Linked DNA regions of Mus musculus: all the other regions are linked to region 2. Evidence: chromatin contacts called from public promoter capture Hi-C data. All regions are on one chromosome and are shown on one strand. The core of a region is the stretch at or near the end of the contact, and the rest is flanking DNA. Distances in the headings are between cores, read along the strand shown.

The links. Promoter capture Hi-C pulls out the DNA fragments that hold promoters and counts their contacts.
Region 1: a contact with region 2 is called in a promoter capture Hi-C map of pre-B cells, with 5 times the contacts expected there. The contact joins the promoter of Ccdc116 here to the promoter of Yeats2 in region 2. A contact is called at or near these places in 3 of 39 promoter capture datasets (hippocampal neurons, liver and pre-B cells) and 1 of 115 datasets of contacts at active chromatin or transcription factors (astrocytes).
Region 3: a contact with region 2 is called in a promoter capture Hi-C map of pre-B cells, with 2.4 times the contacts expected there. The contact joins the promoter of Pi4ka here to the promoter of Yeats2 in region 2. A contact is called at or near these places in 2 of 39 promoter capture datasets (cranial neural crest and pre-B cells).

What each region holds. Positions count from the first base shown.
Region 1 is chr16:17,142,907-17,146,444 of GRCm38.p6, reverse strand. It overlaps Ccdc116 (coiled-coil domain containing 116), which reads left to right and starts at 1,999. Exons shown (of 5, transcript NM_001373948.1): 1 at 1,999-2,068; 2 at 2,297-2,434. The coding sequence starts at 2,363. It overlaps LOC115488656 (a long non-coding RNA gene), which reads right to left and starts at 1,574. Exons shown (of 3, transcript XR_003951945.1): 1 at 1,507-1,574; 2 at 1,064-1,279; 3 at 421-483.
Region 2 is chr16:20,139,370-20,143,122 of GRCm38.p6, reverse strand. It overlaps Yeats2 (YEATS domain containing 2), which reads right to left and starts at 2,060. Exons shown (of 31, transcript NM_001145930.1): 1 at 1,888-2,060.
Region 3 is chr16:17,403,728-17,407,579 of GRCm38.p6, reverse strand. Pi4ka (phosphatidylinositol 4-kinase alpha) reads left to right here and starts at 1,715. Exons shown (of 55, transcript NM_001373955.1): 1 at 1,715-1,946. The coding sequence starts at 1,782. Snap29 (synaptosomal-associated protein 29) reads right to left here and starts at 1,580. Exons shown (of 5, transcript NM_023348.4): 1 at 1,221-1,580. The coding sequence starts at 1,457.

The sequences.
Region 1 (3,538 bases), core at 750-3,249, 3.0 Mb after region 2:
TATATGTATATACGTGTATACACGTGTATATATATATATATGTATATATATATACATACATAAATACACACACGCATATGTGTGTGTGTGTGCGCGTGTGTGCATGCGCGCCTGGTTTTGATCCACAATGTGAACGCATACTGGTAACCGAACTTCAGTCCTTTGCAAGAACTGTAAGCTTTCCTAACCACTGAGTTCTCTAGCTCATTTTTTTATTTTTGAACTGTAATTTTTTTTAATGTCGAAAAGGAGAAATATATTCAAGAGAAATTCCCCTTGCTCTTCTCAGTGTTTATCATTACTAAGTTTCTGGGCAGTATATTGTCCTTCCATTATTTTCTCTGAGAAAAAAACCAGCCACCTACCTTTCTCCATCACTCAATGATGATGCCAAGTTATTTCATTCTTGTAATGCTGCTCTTCTTTGTTTCAGTCTGTTCCTCACTGATTCTCCCAAGGGGAGGCTTTTTCTTAGCAAAAGCTCTAAACAACAAGAAAACTGGCAGATTTACTCAAGAAAGCACTAGTTCACTTTCACCTTGAGCTTAAGGCAATGCTTACATCCGTCACCTCACTTTTGGACTTTGTCCAGTAAGCTTCCTTATCCATGACTTACCTATAATCACCATGGTGACATGGTAATGTGGCTGTCTTGATACTGTTTTGAAACAGTCTTATGTATACCAGGCTGACCTCACTATTCATTCAGCTGAGGCTAGCCTTGAACGTCTGATCCTAGAGCTTCCACCTGTCCAGTGCTGGAGCTACAGGTATGTGCTACCACGCCTGGTTTTTGTGGCACAGGAAATTAAACCAAAGACTTCATGCATGTTAGGCAAGCATTCTGCCAACTGAGAAGCATTCATTATAGGATGTCTGTTTCTTGATTCAAGCCCATGATATTGGTAATTTACTACTGTTTTACAGCTAAGAGACCTGAAGGTTCATGAGAGAGATGGGGCAGGAACCCTTCCCTACAAGTTGAAGCCTGACCTGCTCTGGGCTCCTCAATCCTGATGCCTGCGTGACAGGCAGAAGGGAGAGAACTTGATTGTAACAGTACCTGGTGACGTTTCATAAGGGTTGGAGGCCTCGAAGAACCCTTCAGCCAAGTTCTTGGCATAAACACTGCTGTGTCTGATCATAGTGACTGTTGAACCATCGGGTGTCATTCAGCCACTGGGGCCCTCTGAGAAACTGCTTTTGGAAAGGCCAGAGGCCCTGAGGCCATGGAACGCTGAGAACCACAGATTGGGAGGAGAAAACTCTACAGCACCTACTGTATCAGGAATGGGGTTATTAGGGATTAGGGCTAACTGCTTTGATTCTTGCCCTAAAGAAGTGAAGCTGTTAGACAAGGAAGAAAAAAATGTGGCAGGGGAGGATGGACTTGCTGTGGGTATGTTGGCAATGACAGGCTTCCTAGGATTGAAGGGAGGAAGGAAAACTGTAGAGGTGAGTTTATATGGCGCTTCCATATAGTGTAAACTGTGTTGTAATACTCACTTGTGGAAGGGTCCTCAGCTCCATTATGAGGAGCTGGTGTTGAGGGGCTAAGTCATATTAGTAAGAAAAAGCAGGGGCAGGAACTAGGCTGTTCAGAAAACCAGGACTCTTCACTTGAAAAGGAAGATGCGGCCTAGTCCACACTGCATTGATGAGGGAAAGGGATCCTTAAGAGGAAGCCAACGGAGTGGGAGGTCCAGGAATGAGCTGAGGAAGGTGTTTAAATCACAAATTGAGGCTATCGCTTCCGCCCTGAGAATTAGAGAAACAAGACCCAGATTCAGACGTCTTGGCTGAATATAACCATCCCCAAGAACTATACTTAGCTGGCTGGACAGAAAAAAAAAAAATCCAACGGGTGGGGGAGGAGCCAATCTGGGCCCCTCCCCCAACCATTGTGTCGGGGAGGCTAGTGAATGAGAGGCCAGATTCTGTCCAATCAGGATAAGGTATGTAAATGAGCATCCTAGGATGCTAAGGGGGTAGGATTCCAGTTCTCTGTGCGGTAGAGCTTTAAAGGGTGCTGAGTGAGCGAACCCCTAGAAGCACAGCAGAGACTCTGGTAAGCAGGTGAGGTCTCCAGGGTGCCTCTGGTCTGAAAGAAGGAAGTCCGGACACACACTTCGACCCAGACACAGTTGCAAACAAAAGGCAGCGATTTGGGAATGTCCACAGATGAGTGACCGGTCCAAGCAGGGAAAGTTGGGATGTCTGAAAGACAAAAGTACAGGGAATGAGGGGTCCATGGAGGCCTGGACCTATCTTTACTTCCTTTCCCCGCCCCATACAGAGGAGTCTGCATCTGTGCTGTGGGACCTGAAAAAGGAAGCAGAAAACAAATTTAATTATCCTCATCATGGCGAGGTGCCGCCACCACTCAGGATATCTGGCTGACGACGAGGCTGCTCACAGCACCTATGTGGCCCCGGTAAGTATATCCAGCTGGCCCACCACTTGCCACTGCTTTCTTGTGTCCAGTTGAGCTCACCAGGTCATCTGGTGGAATCCTTATTGTAGTGTCACCTTCCCTTATGCCTGCTTGCAGAGCCCTCATCACTCACTTCCCACTCCCCTTAGCCCCAGATAGCACTTGGGTGGACTAGGAGCCCTGAGAAAGGAGCAAGGAGGACTCAATCTGGAGACATAGGCTCAAGTCCCCAACTGTAGCACAGCAGTGACAACAGTGTAGGTCTGTGCTAGAGACAGAGAAGAAGGGCTCTCCAGAGAGGGTGGAGGGCTCTCATAATTGCACTTTCACACCATGAACACAGAATTCCACTTCTTAGTCTCCCAGCTAGGGCTGGCATATATGAAATATAGGCATTGGGAACCTTCAGGGCAATCCTAATAGACCCATACTTTGCAGTGAAGCCCTCAATTAGGGCTATTGTAAGAATAGTCACACATCCCAAAGGTCTCAGAGCTGGGTGGGATTCAAACCCAGGATTACCTGATTCTAAAATGTAATTCAGGGCTGATGAAAGAGCTCAGTGGGTAAGACTGATGATCTGACTTGGGGGTGATCAGCCCGTCTCCGAGATCCACACAATACAAGGAGAGAACCAGCTACACCAAGCTGTCCTTTGACTGCAACACTCCAGCTGAGGCGTGTGGACACACAAAGAATTGTTTCAAAAGGTTTTAAAGGCCGGGCGTGGTGGCACACGCCTTTAATCCCAGCACCCGGGAGGCAGGTAGATTTCTGAGTTCGAGGCCAGCCTGGTCTACAAAGTGAGTTCCAGGACAGCCAGGGCTACACAGAGAAACCCTGTCTCGAAAAACAAAACAAAACAAAAAAAAGTTTTAAATGCACGTCAGTGGTTGAACATTTGCATACCATGTTCAAGACCCTGGGTTTAATCGTCAGCATTAACAAGCCTAAAAAAAAATGTTTTTTCATTGTTCAGTATCAACCAGCTTCTAATGGGACCCTGGGAGGACTGCAAAGATAGCTCCTTACCCATTGCAGGCCATCCTGCCTGTTATGACTGCAAAGACAGCTCCTTACCCATTGCAGGCCATCCTGCCTGTT
Region 2 (3,753 bases), core at 811-3,310:
TTAAACATATGTCAGTAACCAAGCAATGACAGAGCTAGGGATACACTTCAGGGGTAAAGTATGTGTCTGCAGACATTCCTGGGTAAACAGCATGCAGACAGAGATCAGAGAACAACGTATGGGAATCGGTTATTTCTTTCTGCCGTGTGGATCCTGGGAATGGAACTAAGGCCATTTCACCAGTGCAAAAGGAGCAACTCCTACTCTAGTAGCTTATAAGCCGTCCTGGTTTCCAAAGAGAAAATACATATTCTGTTTCTCCTCGGTCCTTTGCTTAGTCTTTTAATCCTGACTTTTATACTGTCACATGTGCTTTCTCAACATACTGACCGTATAACAAATATGTCACTCAGATTTAACTCATGTAAAACAGATTGAGGCCGGGTGGTGGTGGTGCATGCTTGCCCCATCTCAATAAATGGTACAGTTATCTATCTATGTGGTTGCTCAAAACAAGAATTAAAAAGGGAATGCAGGGCATGTGGACAAAAATCTATATACTCTCAGCACGCCAGAGGTTGGGACAGAAGAATCCAAAGTTCAAAGCCATCTTTGGCTATATATGGAGTTTGAAGTCACTCTGAGCAACATAAAACCTTGTTTCAAACCCAAAACACACGCACATCAAAGCAACCCTCAGCATTCGGTGCCTGCAACTCCAACTCTTAAAAGTTGAGAAGGTTCAAGAGTTCAAGGCCAACCTGGGCTACAAGCTATCTCTCCCTTTCCCTTCCAAGGCTTGCTAATTCTACCTCCAAACGCTCATCTTTTCACTCTGTCTACTTCCATTTGCAAGGAGTCAATCCAGGCTACCGCAGAAGGCTGCATCCTGACTCCTCAGCACCCCCCCCACACACACACACACACACTTTTGACTTCTCCGGTGTAGTGGTGGGATTGTGCCACTACCTTCTCAAAACCTTTCTACGAGCTTCCTATAAAAAGTAAGTCTGCCAGATGTGGTGGTGGTGGAACCACACCCTTAATCCCAGCACTGGGAAAGCAGAGGCTGGTAGATCTGAGTTCGAGGCCAGCCTGGTCTACAGAGAGGACTGAGGTTCTGAGACAGGTCTATGTATGTATATGAAAGAGACCCCCGTCTAAAACGAACCACAGTTAAGGCACCAACCCCTCATCGGTTGTTTTGGTCCTACCTTTAAGGCAGACTACACAAATATACACACCCATAGTAATTACTTCTGGACACTAGAATTTCTTCTTTGTCCTTGTCTAAATTTTAAAAATATTCTCGGATGAGTACTTGCTACTTATTAATGGCAACGATACTGCTGAATAAATGTGTATTACCTTCTAGTTTATGTTATGGAATTTTAAAAGTGGGTTGTTTCTGCAATTAGGTATGTGCCTAGACAAAAATACTAGCAATATCAAAACTAGTAAGATGTTAGTGAGCTGCAGAATTATAGGACACAGTATTTTTTGTTTAACATAAATACTTGCATAATGGAGATGAGCTCTAAGCCTTATTGTCTTCTGCATAAGCACACCGAGCCGTGTTTCTGGTCAAGTCCTCACTTTCCGAAGCTTCCATAGGACACAGCACCGTCCTACGCTCTCGTGCAGACTTCTCGCAACCTTCCTAAGCCGCCGCAGATTTCTTTGGGCAAATCCAAACTTGCCGAGGCGACCTCGTCTCGGGACCACCCGCGGGTCACCGCGCAAGCTCAGCCGCCTCGGCTGCAAAGCGACCCGTCTGAGGCTGCGCGGCGAGAAGAACCCTCCCCACGCCGGACCTGGCTCTCCGCGGACCCAGGCGCCCACCCGTCCGCGCCGCTGAGCTGTCCGCGCGGCCGCGGTGGGGGAGGGGTGCACGTGCCCGCGCCAGACAATGCCCCGCACAAGACGCGCGCCCGCACCGACACTCACCCTTCCTGCGCGCCCAGCTGCAGCGCCGCCCTGCCGGGACCCGGAACCCCCACGCGGAGAGAAAGAGCGAAAGGTCTCCTCCCGTGGAACCGCCGTGCGAGGCCCGGGACGCGCCCGCGCGGAAGCTCACGACAGAGCAGCCCGCCCGCCGTCAGGCTCCGCCCCGCACGTCACCTCGAGGGCGGGGCGGCGCGGGCGCGCGCGGTGGGGGCGGGGTCGGGGCGGCGTGGCCGCGGGGGGCTAAAGCTGCTCCTGAACTCTGCGTCGCACCTTCAGGTTGACCGCTTGAGCCGGCCAACCGTTGTCTTCCTGCTGAAAGTTTGAGAGAATGCTGGTTCTCTTGTAGTCATGGCAATAGTAACTATGGTGACCGCACTGCTGAGCGTACCATCTTGCGTCACTGTGTTTAGTGATAGAGGTGTATATAGCAGCCGTAACCTAGTATCTAGTATCGCGGGGTAATACTTGTAGTCTGGAGACTGAGGCAGGAGCATCACAAGTACAAAACCTGTCTAGTTACATAGTGAATTCAAGGCCCTGTCTCAAAGTAAAAGTTATTGGTAGAGTGCTTGCTTAGAGCAATGCTGTGGGTCCAACCTCCAGCACCATAAATATATATATTAAACAAGCAAACAAAAAAAAAAAAAGAAAGAAAGAAAGAAAGAAAGAAAGGAAGGAAGAAAGAAAGACGTGGTGGCGCACGCCTTTAATCCCAGCACTTGGGAGGCAGAGGCAGGCGGATTTCTGAGTTCGAGGCCAGCCTGGTCTAAAAAGTGAGCTCCAGGACAGCCAGGGCTATACAGAGAAACCCTGTCTCGAGAAACCCTGTCTCGAAAAACCAAAAAGAGAGAGAGAGAGAGAGAGAGAGAGAGAGAGAGAGAGAGAGAGAGAGAATGAAGGAAGCAAAGACAGGAAGAAGGCATTAATCATTGTGAACCCATTTTAGTAGATGTAGCACCTGAGTGAGGTGTAGTGGTCCCCCCTCCCCCCTCTGGTCCCAGATACTTTGTAGACTGAAAGAAAGGGTGAAGGTTTGAAAACGTTGAAAACTTTTTTGTTTGTTTTGTTTTTTGAGACACTGTTTCTCTGTAGAAACATTTACTTTTGTAGATTTACTTAATGTAGATGCAGCTAATGAATGACAATCCATTAAGCCTCGGTTTTCCCTTTAAAATCGCTTGAAACCAGCTTTCTTCCATGATACTACACACCAAGACTTCCTATTACTTCTTCAGGACTACAGCATCCAGGCTGACCTTGGAGCTGCCTCAGACTTTTTCAGCTCTTGCTCATATTGTACAGCTTGTACATACTTACCACACAAGCTGAGTAGTGAGGTTTTTTTTTTTTTTTTAAGATTTATTTACTATTATACATAAGTACACTGTAGCTGACTTCAGACGCACCAGAAGAGGGCGTCAGATCTCATTACTGGTGGTTGTGAACCACCATGTGGTTGTTGGGATTTGAACTCAGGACCTTTGGAAGAGCAGTCAGTGCTCTTACCTGCTGAGCCATCTCACCAGCCCGAGTAGTGAGTTTTATTATATTTTATGTACATATTGTCAATCTTTTTATGCATTTTGTTTAATATGAAATATTTTAAAAGTTATATTCCTATATCCCCTATATCAAGGCTAGTCATGGGCCAGGAATAGTGGCCCACAACTCTGATCCCAGCATTTAGGAAGCAGAGGCAGATAGATCTCTTTGAGTTCAAGGCTAGCCTGGTTTATATAGTAAGTTCCAAGCCAACCAGAACTAAATAATGAGAACTGTCTTAAAACAAGCCCAGTCATGACACATAGTATAGATTCAAAACTGTCACATAGTTATAGACTCAAAAGCTGTGAACAGTGACAAAGA
Region 3 (3,852 bases), core at 466-2,965, 2.7 Mb after region 2:
AGAAGCACAACTTCCTAGAGGCAGAACATACATTAGCCGTCAGGGAGACAACAACAGGGAAGGTAGGAGAAGGTAAAATACCAAACAGTGGCAATAGAAAACAACAGAGATCTGTCCAAGTCCCAGAGGAGAACACTTGCCAAAGATCAGAGATGAAGACTGGTAAAGAAAGACAGTATTTTGTTTCAACTATTACATTTCAAAACTGTAAAATACTTAAGATTATTCTTGGCTGATATATCAGTAATTTCTTCTTCTGCCAAAACAACTATTTTGCCAGTAGACTTAGGGGCAATCTGGTGTCTTGGAATAATCTTTATTTTATGCTGGAGAAGATGGTACATGCCTGAAATCCCAGTATCAGAAAGATTGAGACCAAGAATTCTAAGTTCCAGACCAGCCTGGGCTTCATTGGTAGGCTGTCCACCAAGCCGAACTCCTCAAAAAGAAAAGGTCTTAAAGAAGTTTCAGAAGACCATTTCTGTTCCCAGCACCCATCTGTCAACTCCAGCTCCAAGGGATTCCCTGGTGCCCTCTTCCGGCTTCAGGGGACACCCTTAAACTGTGCATATGCAAATACAGGTAAATTAAAGGAAAGCAAAGTTCCTAGTTGCTGAAATTTTCTATGGATGGAAAGAGCTGTCACAATAACACACGGTCTACAAAGGTAAGAGTCGACTCAATTCAGGATCTGGTTTCCTGAGCAGGAGCCCAGGCGAGGGGACTTAAATATTCCCATTAGAAAGGTGAAAAGTGGTCAAGGATGTGAGAAGAAGAACACAGGCTCCCTTTGCGTCAGTACTTCAGGCACCACCTGGCACTTGAAGCATACACAGTTCACACTTTAACTGGGCCACTAGAGAGGAACAGCTTGAGGCTTCTGCCTAACAAGTTATATGTAAATGAAACAGACACTACTTCCCAAATACAGGCCGCACTTTGGCATTTTTACTCTCACACAGAACATTATTTGGAGTTTACTTTTTAACTAGACATGAGGGCAGGGCAGCGAGGGAGAAATTAACCTCGCAGAATAATAGATAAGGAAGCTTCCAGAGGTAAACATCAGGTGATCCTGATACATAATTCTTTACACTATGTCCATGAACTTACGGTAGGCAATTAGAAAAATACCAAAAGATCGTAAACAAAATATTTCTTCATCCCGTTTTTATAACGCATTGATTGGCCGGTTTAGCTCAGTTCTGCCCCAGGCTCACCTCGGAAGAGGCGACTCCGATCTTCTCCGATTCATACATGAGAGACAAGGACCTGCTGGTACTGGCAGCGGTAGCCTCGGCCCTGCGCAACACCTCCTGTCTCAGGTACTGCTGCCTGTCAATGGGCGCGTCGGGGCCGTCAGGCAGGTCGCGGACGTCCTTCCACGGCGCGGGCCGGGTGTCTTCCTCTTCCACGTCATCGTCGAAAGGATTATAGCTTTTAGGATAGCCAGACATGGTGCGGGAGACGGCCTGCACCTAGGAAGCAGGAGGGGTTGCTGAGCGAGGAGTCGATAGCCCAGCGCCGGCGGGCGGATTCACTGTGGACGCCGCGCGCACTACTTCCGCCAGCACTGCGCTAGAGCCCCGCCTCCAGAGCCAACCCGGCGGCGGAGCGGCAGAGGGGGACCAGGCCCCACCCAGTGCGGGGGAGGGGAGAGGGGAGGAGTCAGGTGGTCAGGTGGCCGGGAAGTCGGCCGCCTCTGCGCCTGCGCAGTAAGGACCGGTGGTGGCGAGCCCAGAGCTGTGAACCCAGCCGCCTGCGCCGGGGCGTGCGCTGTGATGGCGGCTGCTGGGGCCCGGGGAGGAGGCGGCGGTGGCGGCGGCGGCGGCGGCGGCGGCTCGGGGTCCAGCTCTGGCTCCAGCACCTCTCGAGGCTTTTATTTCAACACAGTACTTTCACTGGCCCGCTCCCTGGCTGTGCAGAGACCAGCATCCTTGGAGAAGGTAACCCTGCGTACTGACAGGAGGAGGGGCCTGAGGTGGCGAAGCGGCGGGACGCTGCTGGGTCTGAGAAGGCTACTTGCGACTAGAGAGGGGCTCCTGAATAGAGGTGGCAGCGATGTAGGGAGGTCGGTGGGAGAGGGTTCTGGTGAAGAGAGGAGTCGGGAAGTCGACAGGACGCTGGGAGGTCTGGTACCGGTGGGAGTGGGAGGGCAGTGAGCTGTGGGCGGGCGGACTACCGCTGTGACATCTCAGGCGCGGGGGTTGTGGCAGCATCGTGACTGCCTGTGAGGCGTGGTAGGATGAGCCAAGGACCAAGAGTCCAATCCGGGCTTTTGGTCCCGATTTTTTGTTTTCATTCAATGACCTTGGAGAGGTGTCTTTCTCATGAAATGGGACGCCCTCCTCCCCTACACACTTTTTGCCCTTCTCACTGGATTGTGGAGAAGGACAGCTATGCAAATCGTATTATTATTTAAGAGATGGTAGCGTTAGACTGGATCAAAAGATGATGAGTTTCGAGAAGATGCAGTGGCAGGAATATGCAGTGGACTGTTAGTAGACAGAGAACTAAATTCAGGATTGCTTCAGAAGAGAAAGACACGCCAGTCCTTATCTTGGAAGATAAAAGATATGCTTGGACCTGGGATAAGAGGTGAACTGGGTGGGTGGTGAAGGGTAGAACCCCAGGATTAAGGAGGCTAACCGCTTTCTTTTAGGGGAAAAAAAAAACCCAAAAACCAAACAACAACAAAAGGATGTTGTGATAGGAAGAAGACAGATTTTAGTCAGAGCTGACTAAATTTACAATTTCTGTGTGCAGTCTTGAGGAAGAAACTTGCATGCTAACAGCCTATTTGCTTATCTATAAAACCTGTGAAGCTTTGATGAGTTTACATATTAAGGCCAGGCACAACGTGGATGAACAATAATAGTCAGCTGCTTTTCGCCCAGGAATGTGTAAATAGACTCAGCACAGTATGTTAGCACTGAAGGGAGGGGGCTGTCTGTCCATTCAACTTTCTGAAAGATGGAAAGAACCTGGGTGACATGTGCACCTGCGCGCTGATGGGTAAAAGTGGAAAGGCAGAGTGACCTGGTCTTTGACCTTGTAAGTTTTCAAACTTGATTGTATCACCTACCTGCAAGGTGAACAGGTTCTGGAAGATCTAATGCCAACCCGACTTCTGGCTAAAGAATGAATACAGACTGGACATGGTAGCATGCACCTGTAGTCCATGCTACTCAGGAACAGCCCAGTATCCGCAGAGGTGCTGAGGAGTTGTTGTTCACTCAGGGAGTTGGTATCTCAGTACTCATGTCTGGCAGCTTAGGACTGCTTGAATGTTTGAAGGTAACTCCAGTTTTAGGGCATCAGAAAGTCCTCTTGTGGTGTCCATGGGCACTTGCATGCATGAGCACATACAAGCACAAATAAATAATAACAACATCTTAAGAAGATTTATTTATTTATTATATAATTATGCTGTAGCTGTTTGCAGACACACCAGAAAAGGGCATCAGATCTCATTATGGATGGTTGTGAGCCACTATGTGGTTGCTGGGATTTGAACTCAGCACCTTTGGAAGAGCAGTCAGTATTTTTAAGTGCTGAGTCATCTCTCCATCCCCCAACATTTTTAAATTAAAAAATAAAAGATGGTTTAGGACTTGTGGTGCAACTTAGGCAACATATCAAGATCCTGACTCAAGCAGGGAAAGACAGCAGTGTGTGTGTGTGTGTGTGTGTGTGTGTAAGACTATGAGTTTGAATGGTAAGACCATCTAAATTTACATTCCCTTATTACTTGTATTTTTAAACTTCTTTTTTGTTTTATGTGTATGAGTGTTTTGCCTGCATATGTGTTCTGTACACCATATGTGTCAGTGCTTGCAGAGGTCAGAAGAA